6 separate regions of the Mus musculus genome follow, and regions 2, 3, 4, 5 and 6 are each linked to region 1. Evidence: chromatin contacts called from public Hi-C, Micro-C and capture Hi-C data. All regions are on one chromosome and are shown on one strand. Each heading gives the region's core, a stretch centred on a gene start, on an enhancer-like site or on the middle of the called end of the contact. The rest is flanking DNA. Distances are from core to core; before and after follow the strand shown.

The links. Hi-C and Micro-C count contacts between places; a contact is called where the count stands out from the background. Capture Hi-C pulls out chosen DNA fragments and counts their contacts.
Region 2: a Hi-C map of LSK cells shows a contact between it and region 1, with 5 times the contacts expected there. The contact joins the promoter of Trim16 here to the promoter of Hs3st3b1 in region 1. A contact is called at or near these places in 2 of 39 promoter capture datasets (hippocampal neurons and pre-B cells) and 1 of 484 Hi-C or Micro-C datasets (LSK cells).
Region 3: a contact with region 1 is called in a Micro-C map of embryonic stem cells, with 3 times the contacts expected there. The contact joins the promoter of 1700086D15Rik here to the promoter of Hs3st3b1 in region 1. A contact is called at or near these places in 3 of 39 promoter capture datasets (the 3T3-L1 cell line, hippocampal neurons and stem cell-derived epiblast-like cells) and 1 of 484 Hi-C or Micro-C datasets (embryonic stem cells).
Region 4: a contact with region 1 is called in a capture Hi-C map of embryonic stem cells, with 6 times the contacts expected there. The contact joins the promoter of Tvp23b here to the promoter of Hs3st3b1 in region 1. A contact is called at or near these places in 5 of 39 promoter capture datasets (the 3T3-L1 cell line, the C10 cell line, embryonic stem cells and 2 more), 2 of 484 Hi-C or Micro-C datasets (CD4 T cells and muscle stem cells), 1 of 115 datasets of contacts at active chromatin or transcription factors (embryonic forebrain) and 1 of 9 other capture datasets (embryonic stem cells).
Region 5: a Micro-C map of embryonic stem cells shows a contact between it and region 1, with 2.8 times the contacts expected there. The contact joins the promoter of Lrrc75a here to the promoter of Hs3st3b1 in region 1. A contact is called at or near these places in 1 of 484 Hi-C or Micro-C datasets (embryonic stem cells) and 1 of 115 datasets of contacts at active chromatin or transcription factors (embryonic stem cells).
Region 6: a Hi-C map of cortical neurons shows a contact between it and region 1, with 4 times the contacts expected there. The contact joins the enhancer-like site here to the promoter of Hs3st3b1 in region 1. A contact is called at or near these places in 3 of 39 promoter capture datasets (the 3T3-L1 cell line and 3T3-L1-derived adipocytes) and 3 of 484 Hi-C or Micro-C datasets (the N1E-115 cell line, cortical neurons and palatal mesenchyme).

What each region holds. Positions count from the first base shown.
Region 1 is chr11:63,920,707-63,923,568 of GRCm38.p6, reverse strand. It overlaps Hs3st3b1 (heparan sulfate (glucosamine) 3-O-sulfotransferase 3B1), which reads left to right and starts at 1,285. Exons shown (of 2, transcript NM_018805.2): 1 at 1,285-2,235. The coding sequence starts at 1,682.
Region 2 is chr11:62,818,537-62,821,772 of GRCm38.p6, reverse strand. It overlaps Trim16 (tripartite motif-containing 16), which reads right to left and starts at 1,520. Exons shown (of 6, transcript NM_053169.2): 1 at 774-1,520. The coding sequence starts at 1,268.
Region 3 is chr11:65,158,528-65,161,754 of GRCm38.p6, reverse strand. It overlaps 1700086D15Rik (a long non-coding RNA gene), which reads left to right and starts at 1,855. Exons shown (of 2, transcript XR_003949567.1): 1 at 1,855-1,887. The region is part of intron 1 of Arhgap44 (Rho GTPase activating protein 44); the gene reads left to right. LOC115487730 (a long non-coding RNA gene) reads right to left here and starts at 1,875. Exons shown (of 3, transcript XR_003949568.1): 1 at 1,542-1,875; 2 at 1-934.
Region 4 is chr11:62,878,067-62,880,853 of GRCm38.p6, reverse strand. Tvp23b (trans-golgi network vesicle protein 23B) reads right to left here and starts at 1,399. Exons shown (of 7, transcript NM_026210.5): 1 at 1,259-1,399. The coding sequence starts at 1,270.
Region 5 is chr11:62,647,123-62,649,944 of GRCm38.p6, reverse strand. It overlaps Lrrc75a (leucine rich repeat containing 75A), which reads left to right and starts at 1,422. Exons shown (of 4, transcript NM_198861.1): 1 at 1,422-1,800. The coding sequence starts at 1,555. It overlaps Mmgt2 (membrane magnesium transporter 2), which reads right to left and starts at 1,281. Exons shown (of 2, transcript NM_175002.2): 1 at 1,089-1,281.
Region 6 is chr11:62,909,889-62,913,100 of GRCm38.p6, reverse strand. No RefSeq gene overlaps it. Among named protein-coding and RNA genes, the nearest start is that of Tvp23bos, 11 kb to the left of the region's middle. Within about 2 kb of position 1,485, at least 60 of the 459 cell types and tissues checked have an H3K27ac peak or open chromatin away from gene starts, as enhancers often do. A contact at or near this core is called in cortical neurons, where this site is marked.

The sequences.
Region 1 (2,862 bases), core at 36-2,535:
GGAATGAAAATTCTGTCCCGGAACCGCACGCAGCCTGGCGTTGGAGGCCTTTCGGTCTTGCGGAAAATGGATTCCAGGCACCGAAAGGCTCTCAAGCCGCCACTTGGGTGAACGTCCCCATCCCGACTTTCCTAACTCCGATCGCCAGCGCAGAAATTTGGCCAGGCATCAGCGCCCGAGCTTCCCTCACCAGAGCTGACAGTTTCTGAGAAGACCCCTTTCCGGGCCGCCCCCCTGGACAAAGGTGCGAAACAAGGAAGCCTCGGAGTGGATTTTCACCATTAAATAAGTGCTAGTCACTACTCCTGAATTTACCCCATATCAACATTCGACTTAAAAAAAAGTTATTGGGGGAAAACGCCTAGGATTCAGTACAGAGTCATAGGTCAGAAACCCAACCAATCTTCTAAGCAGGGGCGGATGCCGGCTTAATTGTTTGTTCAAGAGAAAGAAGTTAGAACATCTATCAAATTAATGATGCCAAGGAACAGATACCCATATAAAACTCCGACATGTGACTTTAAGTTTCAACTAGTGTCTTTAAACTAAACAACCTTCCTTCTCTCTGTTCACCCCCCAGGCCTTTTCAGGAGAGTTTGGAAAGAGTGAGATAGTGTTTACGTCTGTCCCTATTAAGCGCCAGGCACAGGGAGACCATTCTGGACAATATTGAGAGAGCGGGAAAGTTAGTGACTTCCGCCGAGGTTTTCCCTACTTAAACTTCCTAAATCAGGGTCTGTTGGAGGCCCTTCCCTGAGCCCCGATTATGAAACTGGGTTTGCGGGTGGGGCTGGAAACACGTCTGGTCGGCTTTCCCTCTTCCATCCCTGTCTCTTTTCTGCAGCTTTTACACTCAGGAGCCGGATGGCGGGACCCTTGGATGAGGACTGGCATCTTTGTCACATAGGCAACTATAGCCAAGACTGGCCTCAGAAGCGAGTGTGGAAAAGCGCGCGTGTATAAGAGAGCGCCACTCAACCGGGTGGGACCTCTTTCAGCGTTGGGTCACTCCAGCATCCTCACCATCTGCTCCTGTCACCAGCCGATGGCCTCGCCTCCCTGAACCCGCCCCTTGAATTCTGAAGCCAATAGCAACCCCATACTGCTCTACCCCCCTTCGCGAACCCTTTCCACACCCCCACGTTCCGAGAGACGATTGGCTGTTTCGACTTGGGTGAAGCTCCGGCATTTGCATGCTGCTCGCGCCTCCTGGTAGGTAGCGCAGCCCGTCACTCGGAAGGCCGGGACCGCCCACTCCACCTCAGTGCTGGGCTCTCTTCCTGCGCAGTTCTCCGCCGCAGCCTCAGCGGGCAAGCGCCGGGGCTGCTCTCAATCTCCTGGCTGCGAGGAGGCAGCCCCGGCGAGCTGTCGTGCGCCCCGTCCAGAGTTACTGAGTGCGGGGCACAGCGTAACTGACAGCGCGTCTGCTCACAGTTCCCGTCGCCTGGACTTAGCTTTCCAACCCCGGCTTCTCGTGGGCATCATGTCAAGAGCCGTCGCCGCTGCAACCGCCGCCGCCACCCGGGGAAGAGCCGCAGCCTCGGCAGCCGCGCGCGCAGGAGGGCAATAAACCGAATCACTCCGGGCTCAAAGTGGCAGGGGACCGTCGCGGTGCTCTCTGTTCCGGCGGGACTCCTGCCATGTGCTGAGCCATGCCCCTGGCCGCGCCCGCGGGCCGCGTATGGGGCAGCGCCTGAGCGGCGGCCGGTCCTGTCTCGATGTCCCGGGCCGGTTCCTGCCGCAGCCGCCGCCGCCCCCGCCGCCGGTGAGGAGGAAGCTCGCGCTGCTCTTCGCCATGCTTTGCATCTGGCTGTACATGTTTTTGTACTCGTGCGCCGGCTCCTGTACCGCCGCTCCCGGCCTGCTGCTCCTGGGCTCGGGGTCCCGCGCTACTCACGCTCAGCCAGCCCTGGTCACAGCTCCGAATGAGACATCCCCTAAGATGCCCTTCCGGGCACCTCCGGCCAATTCGCTGGCTGCAGGCAAGGATAAGACAGTAGGCGCTGGGAGCCAGGAGGAGCAGAGTCCAGAGGCGCCGGACTCCCCCAGTCCCATCTCCAGCTTCTTCAGCGGCGCTGGGAGCAAGCAGCTGCCGCAGGCCATCATCATCGGGGTGAAGAAGGGCGGCACGCGGGCATTGCTGGAGTTCCTGCGCGTGCACCCCGACGTGCGCGCCGTGGGCGCCGAGCCCCACTTTTTCGACCGCAGCTACCACAAGGGTCTTGCCTGGTACCGGTGAGTTTCCTCTCCAGGGGCCGCTGCGCCGGCCGTGATCCCGACCGTGAGCCCCCACCGGCCGTTGCGCGTCAGGTGGGGAGGGAAGCAGGGGTACAACTTCCGTCAATTTAGGGCGGGCGGGGACCAAAGTGCGACCGCACATTGCTGGTGGACAGTTGGGGAGAAATCAGATGCTCCGGAGTAGGCTGAGACAGCCACCTACAGAAACTTTTAGCTTGGCACCGTTGGCTGGTATGCTGCGCCCTAGAACCATTTAGGTGATCTCTCCACAAAGACACCCACCCGGCAGCTACTGGGAAAGCGCCGGAGGAACCGGTTACCTTTTGGCTGTGGCCGCATCCCACGCGAATAACTCGGAGTGGTTAGGATTTTGTCTCTCTTGCAGCCAGGGACGCGGGGAGGAGTGTTGTGCGCCTCTGGGTCACAGCCTTTAACGAGCACCAACTGCTAGAGTCGCTTCTGCTGCCCAGATGGGGAGAGGGGCGCAGGCTAAGGCTCAGAGCCAAGGGTGTTTTGAGTCTAACTTTTTGTTACAATTCTTCTTGTTGCCGCAACCCGAAGGGGGTCTGACCCGCTCAGCTTGCGAGGCGCTTGTGCTAGGGAGGGTAACCGGGAGGCTGCGCG
Region 2 (3,236 bases), core at 271-2,770, 1.1 Mb after region 1:
AGCACAGTGTTTCTCAGGTGCTCCTGCCAGCCTATCCCGTAAGGAACCTTTATTCTCCAGTAAGTTAAGTCGCCCTTGGCATTAACTTCCGTGTGCGTTTCAAATTCTGTTATCTTGGCAGTTTTTGTTTTGTTTTGTTTTGTTTTACTTGAATGCAGCATTTTGTGTTAGCTTCTTTTGTGGTTTTGCGATTCAAAAAAAAAGAAAGGAAGGAAGGAAGGAAGGAAGGAAGGAAGGAAGGAAGGAAGAAAGAAAGAAAGAAAGAAAGAAAGAAAGAAAGAAAGAAAGAAAGAAAGAAAGAAAGAAAGAAAGAAGTTAAGAAAGAGAGGAAGGAAGAAAAGGAGAAATGAAGTCTGAGGTTTCTTCTTTTCCCTTGGACTTCTGCCAAGGTTTTCATGGGTTGATATATGCCTCACAGATCCTGCCAGAGGGAAATACCACACTCCTGAGGCTAACCTTCTACAGCACACACCCAAATGCACATTACTAAACTCTAACTAGAAACAGCAGGAAATTCCTATGCCTGGCAGAGACAATAGAGACCGCACAGCAACAGGGACACTGAGATGGGGACAGTGACCCACTTTTGTTTCCAAAGCCAGCGGCTATAGATACTTACAGCGAACCAACACCCAGGCACTACCGCTAAAGTTCTCCTCTGTTGACTCGGAACAAACTGGCATCAACAGAGCCACAAATGCAGCATGTGTGACCTCTCCCTGGGGACACCTCCTCCCACTGGTCCCTCCCAGGCGACAGACCCCACTACTCACCTCTTTGTTCCTGCGGGCTGCATCCAGGGAGACAGTACTGTCGCCTCTGTGTTCACCCTCCCCGCATTCCTGGCAGATACACTGCTGGTGCGTGTGGCAGAAGGAAACCAAAGGGCTGTGGTGGGCAGGGCAGGTGCGTAGATCCTGGTCCTTTGCGGGTTCGGTTAGCTGGTGGCTGTGCAGTTTGCTGTTCTCCTGGTGTGGCCGCAGGTGCTCCTCACAGTAGTTCACCATGCAGGTCAGACAGGATTTCACTGCCCTTACTCTGCTGGCCCCAAGACAGAAGTCACACAAGATCTGATCCTCTTCACCAGGAGCCCCGACCTCTGCGGGGTCATGACCCTGCTCCTGGGTTTCCTCACCTGACTTGCTGAGAGGGTCCGCATCTTCTTTTTCTGCTGGGATAGCTGACACAGGGTCTGGGCCGAGAGGGGCCAAAGGGTGAGCAGTGACCCCGGTCAGAGGCCCCGGGGCAATCAGATCCAATTCAGCCATCTGGTGGAGGCTCTGCGGACTAAGGACTAAGGCGTCCTTCCTCGCGGTCCCTTGGCTCAGGATCTGAGTAGCCCAAGTCAAACCAGAGAGCCACGCCTAGCAGATTGCAGCTGCCCTGAGACATTAACTGTTTCCTCCCTCCCGAGGAAGCTCAGTTACTCAGACAGGACGAGGCTCCTCCAGATTGGCTAGTAGCCAGCCACAGTGACAAGGCTCAGAACTGCCTTGCCACTTGGCTCCTGTGTCTGTTCCTTGGCTCAGGCTTCTCATTCTCATTCCTAGCCCAGCCCTGAAACTTCTATTCTTACGGGACTCATTCACGCACACCCCATAGGCTCTTCCGGAGACCACGTGTGCCTGTGGGACTGGAAAAAAGGGCAAGATTCCTGAGCTCTATTGTAAGCCTCTGCGGCTTTGAGCGGTCCCACAAGCCATATTTTGCGGTGGATCTCTCTCTCTCTCTCTCTCTCCTTCCTCCATCCCTCCCTCTCTCTCCCCTCCCCCTCCCCTTCTCTCTACTCCATATATTTTTAAAGGGGTCCAAAATGTAAGGACTTTGATAATAGGGCAGCTGCTAATCCTAAATGAGCCACCAGCTTGGTCCTACCACCACCACCACAAAACCTGACATACAGACAGACAGACAGACATAGTCAATCTAGCTTTATCTGCTTTTAATAACTTGCTTTTATCAGACTTTTGTTTTATTTTAGTCGTGTGTGTGTGTGTGTGTGTGTGTGTGTGTGTGTGACAGAGTTTGACATCTAGTGTCTTTCTTAATTGCTCTCCACCTCATTTCATGAGAGAGGACCTCACAGTGAACCTGGAACACGCTAGGTCACCTAGCGCAGCAGGCCAGCAAGTCAGAGGGATATTCTAGACTCTTGCCCCAGTGCTGGGGTTACAGATAAGCACCATTGCATGGCTGCAGGTGGCCATGCACACCTAGCAAGCACTTTACCCACTGAACCGTCCTCCTAGCTCCACTTCTGGTTGACTTTTAAAACTCACTCATGTGAGAAGCCACCCAGTGGACAGGGCCCTGGCCTTCCACTCTCTGCCATAAACCTCTAACATGTGGGCTTTGATGATAACAGTTGTCTGGCTTGCTTCTCCGAAACTTGATGGCCTTTTGTTGAAATTGACTCATCTGGACCTGAGCAGGTAACTAGTGGGTGACCTTTTGGCATCAGAAGACCAAAACTTCTGCCCTCAGAACATTCTAACACTGACCTGTCCTGAACATGCATCCCACGAAGAGCCATGAGGACCGATTATGGTCCTCTCAGCCACCCTTCCCTATCTCATAAATCCTCACCAGACCCCACCCTCCAGGAAGTGGATCTAACTGTGCTTCTCCCCTTCCATGCTCAGCTCAGCTGCCTTCAAATATGATTTTTCTCTTTTGCGAAACGCATGGTCTCTGTGTTTGCCACCCTGTGCAAGCATCCTGGTTCTGAAACCACAGAAATTGATGGATGTTTATAACCCTGACCCTCCAGTGTCCGCTTCTAGGGCATTCCAGGAGCTGGCTGAGAATGGGCACAGGAAGGGGCCATCGGGTAGAAGAGGGAAGGCACTGTCCCCTTCCACATACAGCTCTCTCCAGCCTTTCTAGGCCCCGTATCTTACTCTGTGATCTCCACGAAGAGACAGTTGCTAAACTAGCCCCACATCCAGCTAATAAAACTGTTCCTAAATGAGGTGCCCTCATTTTCTCAGGCTGTCCTTACAAAGTGCCACAGACTGACTGACTTTGATGACAGGAGTTAATTTCCCGACACCTCTGCAAGGGTGAGCTCCCACGCGTGGAGATGCCGTGGCCTTCTTCTGAGACCGCACTCCTTGGCTTGCCCTCCCGTCCTTCATGCCGTCTTCCCTGTGCTTGTCTGTGTCCTGATTGCTTCCTTTAGACATCAGTGAGGCTGAACTAGGGGACCATCCTACCTCATTTTTTTTCTTAATGAC
Region 3 (3,227 bases), core at 606-3,105, 1.2 Mb before region 1:
TCTTAGTGGGTCCCGTCCAAAGCTAGACATTCTTGAAACACAGGCTTGTTAGATAGAGGGGGATTTTTCATGGAATCTGTGTGCCCAGGGCCGGATTTCTGTGTGGTTGTTAAAGGAATTTAGGTGTGCAGTTTAAAGTAAGCAGAAAGGGAAGAACCAAGCCTTGGGTGCAATTCAAGTGCAGGCTCCACACATAGAGTGCTCTCGGCCAGGTTTGTTGAGAAACCAAATACCTTTCTTGGGTGGGAAATGGAGCTTGAGCTGGCACCTGGTAGGGTGGGGGTGGGGACTTCCCTGGAGAATAGAGGACATGAGGGAAGCATACTGCCCTAGTTACAGTGGGCATTTGAGGGCAGGGGATGTGATGGCTTCTCATGCTTTCAGGAACTCCAGATGGTTTCCAAGTAACCTAAGCGTTTCCAAGCTTCTAAACTAGACTTGGATTCATTTTCCCTTCCCAAACACATGTGCTTTAACATGAGGGGGGAATTTATGAATAGCAGAGTCAGATTAGCCCAGATTTTTGGCACGGTATTGCCACAAATATAGCCTCACGTGGACTGTCTTTGGTATGTTGGATGCTGAGATAGTGCTTTCCTGGTACTGGGGGGTGTAGCTGTTGGTTGTCAAGCTGACCATTCTTTACTGTCTTGGCTTCTGGATCACACTCCCTGGGCTCTGGCATACATGATGGCAGTAGACATCCCAGGGGTGGGCCCCTCACTCTGACCACAGGTTGCTGTTTCTCATGGAGTATTCTCAGTCCACTTAGTAGCCTGGTGTTCTCTTGGAGTGTTAGAGATTGGTGCTCGGATATAGATGTCTCAGGGAAGGCATTCGTGTTGCTTCCAGACACCTGGCTCCTATCTTCCTTCAGGACTTGTTTTTAAGTTGTGAGATTTTTGAGGCATGGGCATAGGAACTATATTTTTCACTGTCATTCGTGGAGGAAATGAAAAATAGGCAAAAGCAGACTGAATTATTATTATTATTATTATTATTATTATTGTAAAAAGTAGTCTTATGTATTCAAAGAACATTCTTAGAAGTACAAATCCAGGGGCTGCACCCTGCTATGCCAGAGCTGCTGAGCGCTTAGGTGGATGACCAACATGTACAAAGTTGAGGCCTGACTTGTGTCTGTTTTGGTGAAGTTTAGAGTAAACTGTTGAAGCAAAAATTAGTTTAGGATACTCTACTGCTTCAACACTTCCAGTGCCATCATTTTGCTTAGCAGCCCCAGCATTTCAGTAGCCACATCCCTCTGGACCCCCCTTTGTCTCAGCATGCTCATTTTGTCTTCCTGTCTCCCTGTCCCTGAACTCCTGTGCTTCGGACACATGAAGCCCAGCTCCACTTTAGAGATTTGTTCTTGCTGACCACCAATTTTTACTACCTGGTTGAGGATGTGGTCTTCCCAAATTGCTTTCTCATCAATCAGCACTTGGCTCTCAGGCTCAGATAAAACCCCTGCTCCCTCACTCTTACCCATCATTCTTTTCATTTTTGTCCACTACTCCCCACAGTTTGAAAGCTTGTACCTTTTTGATTTTTGCCCGTCTGTCTCCAGTAGAATGTATTGATCACCCTCGCATGCCAAGGGCACAGAGCAGTGCCTTGTAGACGGTTGGTGCTCGGTCAATATTTATTGCCAAGATGAAATGGTTTACTTCTGGCCAGTGATGGGAATGAAAGGAGGTAGCGTGGGGGTTCTTCTTCCTATTGAGAATGTTGAGAGACTCAACCTGTGCATTGGGAAAGGGGCCATGATTTGCTTCTTAGTATCTCCACTCACTAGCAGCTCATAGTGCTGGAAGTCTGGATGGTAGGTGTGATGTCATAAAGTGCTTTGTAGAGAGGCCTTAGTGACCTCTTTCCGGTAGAGAGGTGAGCTTGAGAGCTGCTCTTCTCCACCACTCCCCACCTAGCTCACTTTCTGTAACTCACAGGTTTTGGGATTATTACAAATGAAAAACTTCTGGGCATTGGCTTATCTTCTCAGAACTGGGCATATCTTAGTAGAAATCAGCAACTTAGCATAGCAACTATAGGAAGAGTCTAGCATGTATGGAGCTCTGGGTTCAGTCCTCAGCACCACATGGTGATACATACCTGTAATCCGCCTGAAGGTAGAATTGGGAAGGCAACATAGTGAGTTCAAAGCCAACCTGGACTACATGAGGTCTTGCTTTGGTCATCTTCACATGTTTCTGCCTTGATTTTCCCATATGTGTTTCTTCACTTCCGACCCTACTCTGGAAAGTTCTCCCTGGCCAGCCTGTGCCTGCTTATCAAGTGATTATCAAGTGGGACACATTTGCATGGTTGCTTAATGATCTTGTGATTAGCTCTCTGCACATTTTTTTTTATTAGCAAAATGAGAACAGTGATGGTTGCCCCTTGGAGATATAGACATTGTAATGATGGTGGAGTTACCCCAGAAAAATGGCTAAGAGTAGCTTTAGGATCTTTGGGCCAGCATTCTAACTCTTTTTGGATGGCATGTTGTGCTCAGTTATTCAGTGTAAAATCACTGGCTGTCTCCTCTGGGCCACACACTATTCCGATCTGGGAATATTACAGTGCCGTGATCTGGGAATATTACAATGCCTTGATCTGGGAATATTACAGTGCCTTGATCTGGGAATATTACAGTGCCGGGCAAACTGAAGTTCTGTTCATTGGAGCCTGAATTCTAAGAGTGTGCTGCGCTTTTGATGGTTCATTTGTTGTGTGATCTTTAACTTGCCGATCATCTTCCCAGCTCGATTTGTAAGCTCCTTTGGAGGCAGAGACAGTGTGGCATGCAGAGGGTTCTCTGAAATTCCTGGGCAACTGGATCAAAAGATGTATGCATTGTAAGCAGAGGACTCAAGGAGAGTAGTTCAAAGACGCAGGGAGAGCACCTGCTGCTGCCTTTTTGGAGGAGCGAAGGGCGGCAGCAGCTGCTGGGTTGTGGACTGGAAGGAGGGCTCAGCCTCATGCATGCCGCCATTTGCTGCTTGTTGTTGTTGTTGTTGAAACTTAGAGTCTACTTGGGGTTCTACCCATCCTGAGAGCCTGTTCTTCTTGGAAGTGATATCTGGCTTGTCCTGGGTGAAACACAGAGCTGAGCGGAAACTTTAGCACAGGGCGAAAGAGAAGATACAAGAACCGGAAGTCAGCCCCTGAAGAGAAGATACAAGAACCGGAAGTCAGCCCCTGTTAAGGACTTGTTTTTCGGTCTG
Region 4 (2,787 bases), core at 150-2,649, 1.0 Mb after region 1:
GAAAATACCAGGGGGAGGGGCTGCTTCTAGGTAATAAGAAAGAAAATTATCAGACAAAAAACAACAACAACAAAAAAAAAAAACAACCAAAAAACACAAAAACCACAAGGGAACAGATGTTTAAGTCTGCAGAGAAATTTTAATGCACAGGTTGCCTGGGGGAAGGAAGGTAATGACTATAAAAAATGTCAAATGCCCAACAGGTGGAAGGACTTATGGTCACAGACCTAGGAGTAGGAAGAAGCGGATCTAAATGCACCTTCAGAGCTGAGCTGAAACCATCAATGAATTTTTTCTACTCCACATTTCCACAAAGTAGACTTTTCTTATCACAGATTCTAGTTGGCCCATCCTGAGACACTTGGTATGTCACTATGTCTTTATTATTATGATCTGAAAATATGTTGTTCCCCAACCTAACCTCTCCCCATCCCAACCCCCACCCCCAGCCATCCTGCCCTTTGCAGATCCCATCTCCTTGAACATCCCAACCTGACAATGAAACCCGTGTGACACAATCTACATGGGAGTTCACAGTAAAAAAAAAATTTTTTTTGTTTTTTTGTTTTGTTTTTTTGGTTTTTCGAGACAGGGTTCTCTGTATAGCCTGTATATCTCTGTATAGCCCTGGCTGTCCTGGAACTCACTCTGTAGATCAGGCTGGTCTCGAACTCAGAAATCCACCTGCCTCTGCCTCCCGAGTGCTGGGATTAAAGGCGTGCGCCACCACGCCCAGCTTCACAGTAAAATTTTAAAGGAAGAAAATATATTACATGTACTAATCTCTGGCCGAAGGACAATTGGCTACATCGACCTCTACGGGTACAAAGGCGATAACCATCGTGATTATCTGTGTACAGCGTAGTAACACTGGAACCCAAGGCTCTGGCAATCTCTCCCTACAGGATCGCCCTGAACTTGTGTATCAGGGCCCTACAGGCCATTCCCCTCATCCGGGCAGGCTATGGGAAGACGGGTTACCCCCGACCTCACACCCAGAGATCCTGCAGCGAGTGTGCTCCACACCCGCTGACAGGAGGCCTCTGTGCCTCCGGGGTCGCCGGTGCACCCTATCCCTCACAGTCCACAAACCCTCTAGCGACAATTTGCCCGGGGCTGGCCCTCCTACCCACCCACCTGCAGTTCCTACAGCTCAGGCAGTGGGCGGGCACACGGACCCAACAGCCTCGGGCGACTGGGCAAGACCCCCAGCCCCAACTCAAGCACCGGCTACCGGCGCTCGGCCGCCATCCCTCACCTGCGACAACATGACGACCCTGCGCCAACCCGCCCCCCACTTCCGAGAGCCACGACAGCAAAGCTGCCACGCGATCCAGCTCTACAGCCGACGTCACAAGCGCACCAGGAAGCCACTTGGTGGGAGGGCGCAACTCCAGAGACCGGAAGGCGATAGGCGGGTCCATACCTTGGGGCGGGGCTCCATAGTGGGCGGGGCGGAAAGAGCTGGTCCACGCGACGGACGCGGGCGGTAGGAGGCGGGGTGTGTGGGCGGGGCCTTGACGCAGAGACTCTGTAGGGGCTGAGGTGGAGGTGGGCGGGGCAAGCGTGAGCAGGGGCAAGGGCTGCACTTCTAAGGAAAAGCAAAACGCTTGGGAATAAACTGGCTAACTTAATGGGTTCTAAAGCGAAGTTTCTTGGGTTATGAATGGAAAATGTTTTTTGCTACCAAAGAAGTACAAACTGTGAGTCATTACCACCAGCAGGGACGCCCTGAGAGAGGCGGAGCTTTATAATTTAACCTTGTAAATGTATTGTATTTTAGTATAGTCTTTCTTAAGCGATTTAAATGTTAAAGAAAATTGAGAAATAAATGTGTCCTTGGAAAGAAATTAAAAAAAAAAAAACCGAGTAAGAAAGAGACAAGAAGACTAGCGTAAGCAGTGAGGGTACTGCTGTAAGGGGCATAACCTCAGAACAAGAAGAGAGGCCAGTATCGCGCCTCTGCCCTCCATGTACCAATTATATAACCAATCTCTATGTACATCCTTCCTCGGCTGTAAAGTGGGAAGGACGGTGATGGCTTTACAGAGCATTTAGTAAAGTGGCACAAATTTGCTTTTATTACTGTTTTAAGTCACCTGCTGATGGCATGATCATGCCTAGACCTAAAATTCAGAGATTTTTTTTTTTTTTTTTTTTGGTTTTTCGAGACAAATTCAGAGAGTTTAAAGCCATCTTTGCAACTGTAATGATAGAGATATTCTGTTTGCTCAACTATGTCAGACTGTTGGAGGCTCATGCAATGTCCCTCTCACCTTTTCTTAACTGAAGGGACTCTTCACAGAACCCGGGGTTTTATCTGGTTCTTTGCCAGGACTATGTCAAACCCAGTGTTACAATAATGAAGAAACATGGACCTAGTTCCCAAAAAAGAGAAAGCAGGCAAGGTAATTGCGCATCTTCGTGTGAAGCTGGACAAATGACCTATGTCCTAACCTGCTTGGACAAAGATTTTGGTGGCCCACCCTGTGTTGTGAGGTTGTGTGGAAAAAAAATTTTTTTGGTTCTCACTTTTTATATGAATGCAATTTGAATTCACTACCATATTTTAAGATATAGAGCATTTGACAAGAAAGTGAATTTCCCACTTGTTAGGATTTTTGTCTTCCTTTTTGGAGGACTGGTGTGTGTGTGTTGGGGGGGGGGTTCTTTGCTTGCTTTTGAAACAGGGTGTTGCCTCCTAGTACCAACTGACTAGATGCTCTGTCCTCCTGCCTTGCCCCTATCTCCCCTCACCCTCAAGAACTGGAACTTAATGACGGGGAA
Region 5 (2,822 bases), core at 173-2,672, 1.3 Mb after region 1:
CAGTGGGGAGGAGCATTGACTGCTCTTCTGAAGGTCCTGAGTTCAAATCCCGGCAACCACATGGTGGCTCACAACCATCCGTAATGAGATCTGATGCCCTCTTTTGGTGTGTCTGAAGACAGCTACAGTGTACTTACATATAATAAATAAATCTTTAAAAAAGAAAAGAAAAAGTCGTGTGGTCGTACTCACCTAACAATCCTAAATTAGTAAGGTGGAAAATAGGTGGATTTGTGGAGTTCATTGGCCAGGCAAACTAGCCTGCTTGGGGAGTTCCACGCCAGGGAGAAACTTTGTTAAACAAAAAAGCACCAGGGTAAACAGACACAGAAATACACACACACAGTCTTCACCTTCCAACTCTTGACATAAATGTTACTGTGTTACTATCCTAACCTTCCAGAAGGAGCCAGGGATCTGGAAGCCCAAGGCTTTTCTGATACGTATCAGCAGCAGGTGGTGGACTCCAGCCCTCTGGCCTAGAGCAATACTAGCGACCTTAAGAAAGAAAAAATAAATAAATAAATACAAATAAAACTGCTGCCCCTCCTACAGCTAAGAACAGGGCACATGGGCCTCCAAAATACCTTATCCAAGCACCATGGGTTCCCAGGGGGTTGGTAGAAGAAACCCGAGAAGAAGGCAACAAGGAATGTCTAACCAGAAGCCACATTTCCGCTTTGAAGTAGTAGCAGGAAGACTTAAAGGTCTCCTCTCAGCAGTGTCGGAGGGAGAAAAGAATGCAGAGTTCACAAAACTAGAGTATCCAGATCTGTGTCCGTGCACCAACTACCATCACCTACCTGAAAGCCACTGGGGCTCCAAGAAACGAGCATCGGAACCACCCAAGATGCTAGCTAAATGCACATTTCCAGGCCCGGAGAAGAGGCTTGCTCAGTGGGCATTGAGCCAGGCCTGAGATACTACGCTTTAAACCAGCACCTCGGACAATCTGAGATACTGATTCTCTGCAGAGCCCACTCTTGAGAATCTAGACTCTGCGGCGAACAGGACCTCCAAGTTCCGAAGTTTCTCTCCCTCGCTCGGCGCCCCGACCTCCTCCCACCACCGTAATCCCTGGGCCTCACCTAGGCGCGCAGTCAGGAAAGCATCGGGGAACTCACTGACCTTTGCCAGGAAGCCGCGGGCCCCAAGAGGCGCAGCACAGTGTCCGGCAGGGGGCGCTGCACCAGGGACAAAGCAGGGCGGGGGCGCCGGGCACCCCTAGCCCAGAGCCGCGCGGCGGGAAGGAGCGGGCGCCGGAGAGGGAGGGAGACACGCGGCGGCGCGGGGGCGGGGCGGCCGGCGGGGCGGGGCGGGGCCGACGGGCTGGCGGCGAGCGCCGGGACGGGCTGGCGGCGAGCGCCGGGAGAGCGCGCCGGGGCAGCGAGGAGGGAGGAGCGAGGGGAGTGCGGGCCGCAGCCGCCCCCGCCCCCGCCCCGCGCCCGCGCCTCCCGCGCGCAACAGTTCCCCCAAAGTTGCGGCCGGGGAGGCGCGAAGCCGGCGGGGGACGCGGCCTTAGCCCGGCGCGCGCAGCCCCAGGCGGGCGGCGGCATGGGCACTCGGCAGACCAAGGGCAGCCTGGCGGAGAGAGCCAGCCCCGGCGCGGCGCCCGGCCCCCGCCGCGAACGACCCGACTTCTGGGCGTCGCTGCTGCTGCGCGCCGGGGACAAGGCGGGGCGCGCGGGCAGTGGGCTACCCCCCTATCACCGGCGCGTCGGCATGGTCCAGGAGCTGCTGCGGATGGTGCGCCAGGGCCGGCGGGAGGAGGCGGGGACGCTGCTGCAGCACCTGCGCCAGGTGAGCGCGGGGAGGGGGCATGGGGGGCGCGGCGGCTCCCGGAGCGCCCCGCCCCTACGAGGGGGGTGACAGGAGAGCGCCGGGAGGCACCGCCCAGGGTCCCCGTTTCGCGGGGATGGAGCGGTGTGTCAGCAGGTGCCTCTGTGTTTCCTGCTGAATTTGGGGCCTCAGGCTAGGGTGAGGAAGGCTGACCTGTCCAGGTAGGTAAAGGGGACCTGTTGGACCATTGTCCCTGCTCCTCTCCTCCACAAGTCCCCAGGGATAGTTGATGAGAGAGGATACAGAGAGGAATGCCTGGTCTGGGCCAGAGTTTTCTTCCTCTCTGCTCACAACCTATCACCCTCTTGCAAGGGTCCCCAGGGAATGCGCAGTTATCTGTTTAAGCCAGCTTCTGAGGTATGTCCCTAGGACCAGTAAGATTTCAGCCCCTAGATCGTTTGCAACCAATATTGTGTCTTGTGGTTTCATCTCCCCTAACTTTGGCTGGTCCTTGCAGTGAGACCCCGGCAGAAGTCTTGGTCAGAATGAAGCTAGGCTTGGTTTCTTGGCCAGCAGGAACTGTACTGTACTCTCTCAGCCTGGTCCTGATTCACTGACTAAGGGGCATACTACACATCTGACCAATAGTCCCCTTCAATAGTCCCCTCTATTGAAGGGCTGGTGCCTCACCCACCTCTCGTTTTTTTGTTTTCCTTTCTCATTTTCTTCCGGGGAAAGTGGTAGCCTGTACTATAGGGTCTTGCTGAGTGGCAGAGGCAGGAGGGTGCATAGGTGCTCGGTGGAACAGTGATCAGATCGGTTTGGTCTGGCTTTGTGTCACGGACTCGCACAGACGTTATATTTTTGTGCAGACCTTATATTCTTGGAGGACCCCTGTAGATAAACAGTGTGCTGAAAATGGGGGAGGGGAAACCTCAGCTGACCTTTGTGAGGTTTTCCCATTACTGATAGAAGAAGCTGTAGGGACAACTTCCTGGGAGGAGCTTCCAGGATCTAATTGGATCCACATCTCCCTGGATTCT
Region 6 (3,212 bases), core at 236-2,735, 1.0 Mb after region 1:
GAAGCAGCGATGGGAAGAGTTTATTTTGGCTTACAGTTGCAGAGGGAGAGTACATAATGTGAAAGAAGGCATAGCATCAGAAAGCCAGAGAAGGAAGCTGAGATCACATCTTCAACCATAACCAAGAGAAGGGAGAGTGATTTGGAAGCGGGGCAGGGCTATAAACCTTCACAGCCCATCCCAATGACTTCCTCCAGCAAGGTTCAACCTCCTAAAGACCCCCAAACCTCTCCAAATGGCAAAACTAACTGTGAACCAAGTGTTCAATTACATGAACCACTGGGGTACACTTCTCAGTCAAATCATGGCATGTCCTTAAAGTCGCTTTCAGACATATCCTGGCATATGGTTTCAGACATATATCCTGGCATATTTCAGACACATCCTGGCATACTCTGCTGCTAATCTAGGGGTTATGAGAACTAGATCTTTTGTTCTGCCTCCATATGATGCTGGGGTTATACGGGGCCTCCCCTGAAAGAACTCAGTGGGACCAAGGTTACTGGGAGGATACAACAGTACTAGTTCTCCCCCAAACCCTTGCAATGTTTAGGGGTTCACAGGAAGGGCTTTGTTGTCCTGCCAGGTGGCAGAAAGTTGTCTGTTTCTTAATCCCCAGACTATAGAGGGTCACCCCCTCTGCTGTGCTTTGATAAACTTCCTGTTTGGATAACCTAGATAGACAGGTAAGTCCTCAGTTTGGATCCCGATAGACCCACAGTGAGTTTAAAGTGTTCTATTTCAGAACTGTGTTTTAATATGCTTAGCCTCCTAAACACGATAGCTGAGCCTTGTCTGCCTTCAACATGCCAGGGTGCTACAGAGTGCCTACAGCTGGGCAAAAGCCGGGTACTATTGAACACCTTCTGAACACAGGCAGTCCAATGGTAATGAGTTGGCTTCTGCACCCTCACGAAGTCAAAGCATTGTAAATCAAACCAATCAAACTTGTACTTCCCTGTCTGTAGAGTCATGTACATTTTAAACAAACTGGAGAAGACAGTGGATATGTTTTTATTAATGTGGTGTATCTCAGACTAGGGGCCACTGAGTCATACCTCCTGCTTCTGGCTCCTGGAGTAGCCATTGTGCTTCAGGCTTACTGCTTGTGACCAAACCTAACCAAACCTAACCAAACCATGGAACGATACCCAAGTAGGGGCTGCACCAAACCAGAAGGGAGATGGTCCACACATCCCATGGCACTCTCCCTCCCAAAAGGCTGGTGGAGAGAAAGAAATTAGGCTCAGTTGGGACCTCATGGAGATGGGCCGCTGCTCCCGGGCCTTCATTTCTTTCTCTCCAAAGCTAGGATGCTAAATTTCATTAGATGAAAACCCCCTTAGGTCCTGAGCCCGAAGCGCAGTAACTTTCTGTTCTTTCACACGCCACTCCTGGGGCCCCTCTTCTCTGTACTATGCTGGGAACGTGCCCTCTCATCACATTTGGGAAGGAGGGAGTGTCTGGGGCCCAGAAAGGCTGTGAACAGTCCCTAGGCAACCAAGACGGACTTCAGAATATACAGTCAGTCTTAAATGGCAAGGCGCTTAGACAATGCTGCATTGTGGCGTTTAAAAACATGCATTTTTAAGAGCCTGGGCTTACTGAGTCAGTGATCTGGAACATTCTCAAGATGCTAAAAATATCCTCCAAAAGTGAACTGAATTTTAAACTGTGCTTTAAAAAAATGTTCTTTGTGAAAACAATCGAGTGTTTCTTCTTTGAGAGTTATCTGTTTCCTGCATTTAGATGGTCACCGGGATTGCATGAGCCTCCAATAGGGCTGGGGTGAACATCAAGACCCAAAAGGCTTTTCATCCTTGCTTCCATAGCAGGGGACAGAAACTTCTAAGTTTTAATCTCTTAAATGATTTGCATTTTCGAAGCACAGTGTTCTTTCCCATCCGAACACTGTTGCCAGACAGCGAGACAAAGGACATCTACATTTTCAACCAGGAACCGAATTTGTGTCTGCCAAGTACTTCGTTTCTGATATTGCTTGATTTTTCCATAGCAAGACACAAATCATGGGCTTGTCAATGGTCTGAAACATTCCGGGCAAAAGGATAGCTCTATGTTACCACCATGATCTTAACTCTATGCAGCAATGATGGCTACTTTTCATTGTTAATACCACAGTCTAGAATCACCCTAGGAGAGTCTTGATGAGGGAAGAACAGTGTACATCAAGGTGACCTACTTGTGGGCATGGTTGTGAGGTTTTTGACTACCTTAGTTGCCCTGAGAAGATTCCATTGCCTGGGTTTAAGAGTGTAGAAAGAGAGCTGAAACTATGCCTGTGTCCATTCCTTCCCTTCTCTGTTCTGACTATGGGTGTGACTAGCTGCTTCAGATTCCTGCTGCCTTCCTTTCCCCCACAGTGATGGGCTATAACTTCCTTCTGAGTTGCCTTTCTCAAAGCACTGTGTCACAGTGACTGGAAAGGAGACAAAAGGCAACTTCTCCCTAGTCCCCACTAATGTACACTTGCAGATATAAGGAAGGCAAATATCCATTATAGCAAAGTAAGACTGAGTCAGGTAAGAGAGAAGCTAGGATGCACACAGTGTCCAAGATGGTTTTCTTAAGTGAGCCCTGAATCCAAGGGCCAACAGAAAAGGAGGCAAAACAGCCCTTCTAGCTACCATGACCAGAACCTGTGTGGCTGGTAGCTTTTATAGTGGAAGTGGTAGTTTGGTTTGGCTTAGTGTGAGTGACAGAATCTTGATATGTAGCCCAGGCTGGCCTCAAATTTGCTATCCTCTTGCCTCAGCCTCCTGAGTATTGGAATTACAGTTAGTTAACTCTTCTTGTAACTATGACAAAATCCCTGGTATAAACAAGTTAAAAAGAAAAGGACTTTATTTTGGCTTATGGTTTCTGTCCATATTGCTTAGTGCCACAGATTCTGGGCCCATGGTGAGATAGAACATCATGGTGAGTAGATCGTGGTAAAAGCTATTTAATCTCATATTGGACAGGGAACAGAGAATGAGGCAAGAAGCAAAGATAAAATACCCACAAAGACCCATTTCCCAGTAAACTACTTCCTCCTGCTAGGCATAGTTAAGGATAAAATAACTACTAAAACCTCTAGCACCATCAACTGGGAACTAAGCCTTCAATACCCGATCCCAAGGGCACAATACATTCAAACTGTAACACCCAGGGCCTGTCACCAGGGGGACACACCAGATTCTAACCAGAACACC